2 separate regions of the Hordeum vulgare genome follow, and region 2 is linked to region 1. Evidence: chromatin contacts called from public Hi-C data. All regions are on one chromosome and are shown on one strand. Each heading gives the region's core, a stretch centred on a gene start, on an enhancer-like site or on the middle of the called end of the contact. The rest is flanking DNA. Distances are from core to core; before and after follow the strand shown.

Region 1 (2,700 bases), core at 33-2,532:
AATACTATTCAGAACATCGGAAAATGGTCTTATTAATGCCAGGACAATTTTCTGAATGTGAACAATTTTGTGATAAAGGGAATATTTTATAGAACTCCAATTCACAAGAACAATTATAACTTGAAAACATTTTTTGAATCTTAAGATTTTTTTTTGAAAAATCCTGAACAAATTTGTAGCGTGAAATGTTTTTATAGTACGGACGTTTTTTGAATCTTGAGAACAAATCTTAAAACCGAGAACAATTTAGAAAAATCTTGAACAAATTTGGAAGCGCGTACAAACTTTTAAAGCACAAACATTTTTTGAATCCTGAGAACATTTTTTTAAAAGGAAAACAATTTTGGAAAGCCCCCAAAAAATTGAAAGCGCAAACAAATATTTAAAGCACGAACATGTTTTGAATCTTGAGAATAATTTTTGGAAGCGAAAGCAATTTTGAAAAATCGTGAACTAATTTGGAAGCACGAACAATTTTTTAAAGGTTGAACATTTTTGAATCTTTAAAATCCAAAACATTTAGATAAAACTCTCAGAACATTTTTTCAAATTTCGGAACAATTTTTCAAAATTCCTGAACATTTTTTTATATTCCCGGACTATTTGTCAAATTCCTGAACATTTCTGAAGTTCCGAAACATTTTTTTCAAATTCCGAAACATTTTTCAAGTTCCATAATATTTTATTGAAAATCCGGAACAATTTTTCAAATTCCAGAACATTATTTTTTAATTCTGGAACATTATTTTTTCAAATTTCAGAACATTTTTCAAAATTCCGAAACATTTTTCGAAAATCCAGATTCTTTTCTTTAAAGGCAGAACACCTTTTGAAAATCAAAAACATTTTACAAAATCCAGAACATATTTTGCAAATCTAGATCAATTTTTTAAAAAGTAAGAACATTTTTTTAAAATCAAAAATATTTTTAAGACAGAAACAGATAAAAAACATAAAAGAAAAAAGAAAAAAAAGTTAGACCAGTTCAAGAAACCTTCTAAAAGTTTCCTAAAACTAGGAAAAAACCGGCTGAAACTCTATAAGGTTCCTAAAAGGGAAACGCTCGAGCAGTTATATGGGCCGGCACGTTGCGTCGCTGCTGGGTCGCTCGTCTGTACGAAGTGCCGACAGCTGGACACAACGAGCCGTAAATAGGATATTCTTTGAACCTCCCCTATTGAAATAACGTAATATGCCTTCTCTGGCCGTAACGTAATATGCCTTCTCTGGCCGTAATTTACTTTGGGCTTGAAAGGACTCGGCCTATGAGCCCTTTTAACGTGTGTAATCGAACAACCTCCTGACAGTTACACGAGAACCCCACTCTGTGGGTGTCTCTCTCACTGGCTCGCCCCACTCCCCCAACCCCAAGATGCCCAATTCTCTCCTGCTGCTGCTCCTCCTCCTCGTCCTCCGCGCAGTCGCCGGAGACGCCGCCCCCGATTCGTCAGACCCCTGCGCGGGCCGCAGGATCCACATCAGGGACTTGCCCCCGCGCTTCAACACGCACCTCCCCCGCCACTGCGACGCCGCCTTCCCGCTCGCCGACCCGTCCTCGTCGGCCACCTCCGCGCCGACCTGCGAGTCGCTCGCCAACCACGGGCTCGGCCCGCGCACCCACGCCCGCAGCCGCTCTTGGTACCGCACCGACGCGCGCCTCCTGGAGCCCTTCTTCCACCGCCGACTCCTCGAGCGCCGCTGCCTCGTCGCCGACCCCGGCCTCGCCGACGCCGTGTTCGTCCCGTACTACGCGGCGCTCGACTCTATCCCCTACGTCCTCGACCCCTCGCTCCTCAACTCTTCCGCGCTTCACGGCGCGTCCCTCGCGCAGTTCCTGGCGCGCGACCGGCCCCAGATCCTGGCGCGTCGGCATGGGCACGACCATTTCATGGTGCTCGCCGGTTCCGCGTGGGACCACTCGCAGCCGCCGCGTGCGGAGCCCCGGCTGCTGGGCACTACGTCGCTGGTCAGGCTGCCGGAGTTCGAGAACTTCACGTTCCTGGCGCTCGAGTCGCGCTCGTGGCCATGGCAGGAGCACGCGATCCCGCACCCGACGTCTTTCCACCCTGCCTCGCTCCCGCGGCTGGAGGCCTGGCTTGCGCGCGCGCGGCGCTCCCGCCGCGCCACGCTGATGCTCTTCGCCGGCGGCGTCTCGCGCCCGTCCAGGCCCAACATCCGGGGCTCCATCCTCGCCGAGTGCGCGAACCGCACCGACGCGTGCGTCGTCGTGGACTGCTCAGCCGGCAAGTGCTCCCACGACCCCGTGCGGTACATGCGCCCGATGCTGGGCGCCAAGTTCTGCCTGGAGCCGCCGGGGGACACGCCGACGCGGCGGTCGACGTTCGACGCCATACTCGCCGGGTGCGTGCCGGTGTTTTTCGAGGACGCCGCGGCGAGGCGGCAGTACGGCTGGCACCTCCCCCCGGGGCGGTACGACGAGTTCTCCGTGCACATTCAGAAGGAGACGGTGGTGCTCGGGGGCGTCAAGATCGCTGAGACGCTGGCGGCCGTGCCCGACGCGGAGGTGCGGAGGATGCGAGAGCGCGCGCTGGAGATGGCGCCCAGGGTGCTCTACCGGAGACACGGGAGCACCGCGGAGCTGAGGGAGGCGGGTAAGGACGCGGTCGACCTCGCCGTGGACGGCGCGCTCCGGAGGATTCGCAGGCGGGCTCGCGCGCTGGAGGAAGGCCAGCCGGAGAG
Region 2 (2,700 bases), core at 200-2,699, 190 kb after region 1:
ACCACCATATAGCTTATGGTGCTCCCCTTATTTGGTTCTATGAGGGGCAAAGAGGCGAACGAATCCCAACTAAGTGACATGCGATTTTAGACAGGTTCAGTCCGCTGCAAAGTGTAAAACCATACGCCTTATTTGGTTGATTTCATGAGTGTGACGAACAAAGGTTACAAGACGTGGATTCGGTAGTTGAGGCTTGCTGGGACTCGAAAAGGCACGATAGTGTGTTGGGTTCGTCTAGCTTGTGACCAGCTAGCTCGGGTCGAAGTTGCTTCTTAGGTAGGTTTGAGCCTCCTTTTATAAGTCATAAGGGGTTCCCACGATCGTGGAGGGTACGATGGGCATGTGGCGATGATTTCATGTTCCCGGGGCAAACACATGTTCCATAGGTCGTCTTTCTTGACTTCGAGGCGTGCCACTCTATCACAGATCGGTAAGTGGCATGCATGTGAGGGATGGTATGGAGAGTGCCATCACGTATGCAACTTGGCCTTCAAGGAAGGTCACACATGCGTGCGAGATGGTTTTACCTACGACAAGTTGTCGCCGGCCTAGGCTGGCATAGACCCTGAGGGGGCCCATCAATGCGCCCGTCAGCGATTGTTCATTGGCGGGGCCTATGAAGCTTGTGAGAAGGCTACCCCTAGGACGGATGTTCCTAGGAGGGAACACCCGCTCGTGAAGATCTTGGCCTTTTATGATGTTGTTGGTGCTGATTTTCATAGGTTTTAAGAAATGTTAATAATGTATATTAAGAATGTTACACATGTAAGAATATATTTCATATGCAGACAAATATGTACAATATGTATGAAAATGGGATATCAAAACATATATTTGTAGAAATCTTGGTCACGTATTTCAAAAAATGTTAACCATGTATAAAAACTATTTTTGATATATACAGTTTATTTACAAAATGTGTATGAAAAATGTAGACACGTCTTAAATATTTTTGACATCTAAACAATATGTGAAAAAAGTTAACCATGTATTTAAAAAGTTAAACATATATATAAAAATATCTCTGGTGTGTTTGGAAAATTTGCAACATGTATGAAAAAATCAACACTAATAATATTTTAAATAAAATGTTAATCATTTATTTTGAAAATTTTAAGCATGTGAAAAAAATGTCCCTGATGTATAATAAAATTGTACATTATGCATGATAGAAGCAGACATGTGTTGATTTTTTATTAAAATTGAAAAATAAAAAACCCAATGAAAACTGGAAAGGAAAAAAGAAACCAAAGAAATACGACAAAAGAACAAAGTAAGCAAAACAAATCAAGAAACAATGAATGAAACAGGAAAAGATAAAAGAAACCCAAAAAACAAGAAAAAACGGGCTGCAAAACTGTGCGAAAGAAAAAAGGGCTATAGTGTTGGGCAGGCCCGCTATTTTTGTCATTTAACGAGAATCTGTAAGGGCAAGAAATAGTGGAATATCGTATTCGCTGCTCTGTTCAAAGCGGGAGCTATTTTAAATGGGCTGCCCCATTTAGCAGGTTGCAGCGTTTTAGATTTGGGTGTTTTCTAGAGGTTCAAGCTGATTTTTTTCGATTTTGAGAAACTTATAGAAGGTTCCCTTTACCAGTTTTTTTTTCTTTTCTGTTTTTTTTCCTTTTCAGTTTCTGTTTCAAACTATGTTTTTGGATTTTCAAGAAATGTTCAGTATTTTCAAAAAATATTCTTGATTTTCAGTAAATGTTCTGTATTTTCAATAAATTGTTCTCGTTTTCAAAATTTGCTCTTAAGGTTCAAACTTGCTCTCGGTTTCAAAATTCGTTCTTAAGGTTCAAATAATATTCGAGCTTTAAAAAATTGTTCGGGTTTTTTTCAAAAAAATCTTCATTACAAATTTTGTTCTCAAGATTTTAAAATATGTTCATATTTAAAAAAAATCGTGCTTCCAAATTTATTCAGGATTTTTCAAAATTGTTCTTGGTTTCCAAATTTGTTTTCAAGATTAAAAACATGTTTGCACTTTAAAAATTTATTCACTCCTTCAATTTATTCTCCATTTGAAAATTATGTTCTTAAGATTCAAAAAAAATGTTCGTTGTTTAATTATTTTTTCGTGCTTCCAAATTTGTTCAGGGTTTTTGAAAACTGTTCTTTGTTCAAAATTTTGTTCTCAAGATTCAATGAATGTTCAGGTTTTAAAATTTTATTCGCGCTTTGAAATTTGTTCAGGAGTTTTCAAAATTATTCTGGGTTCCAAAATGTGTTTTCAAGATTCAAAAAATGTTCGTGCTGTAAATATTTGTTTGCGCTTTCAAATTTGTTTGGGGTTTTTTAAAATTGTTCTCCATTTCGAAATTCTGTTCTCAAGATTCAAGAAATGTTCGTGCTTTAATAAATTGTTCGTATTTTAGAATTTATCCATATTTTTTAAAAAAAATCTCGGTTTTCAAATTTGTTCTATTTTTTTTAAATCGTGCTATTAAAATTTGTTCGGGGTTTTCTAAAACTGTTCCCTGTTTCAAAATTCTGTTCTCAATATTCAAATATTGTTCGTGCTTTAAAAAATTGTTCGCACTTCTGAATTTGTTCTAGATTTTTCAAAATTGTTCTCGGTTTTAAAATTTATTCTCAAAATTTTGAAAAATGTTCAATCTTTAAAATTTGATTGCGCTGTCAAATTATTTGGTTTTTTAAAATTGTTCATCAAAATTCTGTTCTCAAGATCCAAAAAAT

The links. A called contact is a pair of places that touch in the nucleus more often than the background predicts.
Region 2: a Hi-C map of leaf shows a contact between it and region 1, with 4 times the contacts expected there. The contact joins the enhancer-like site here to the promoter of LOC123411485 in region 1. A contact is called at or near these places in 3 of 6 Hi-C or Micro-C datasets (leaf and seedling).

Annotation. Positions count from the first base shown.
Region 1 is chr1H:375,493,568-375,496,267 of MorexV3_pseudomolecules_assembly, forward strand. It overlaps LOC123411485 (probable xyloglucan galactosyltransferase GT19), which reads left to right and starts at 1,283. Exons shown (of 1, transcript XM_045104443.1): 1 at 1,283-2,700. The coding sequence starts at 1,373.
Region 2 is chr1H:375,682,117-375,684,816 of MorexV3_pseudomolecules_assembly, forward strand. No RefSeq gene overlaps it. Among protein-coding and RNA genes, the nearest start is that of LOC123438427, 55 kb to the left of the region's middle. Within about 2 kb of position 1,450, at least 1 of the 3 cell types and tissues checked has open chromatin away from gene starts, as enhancers often do. A contact at or near this core is called in leaf, where this site is marked.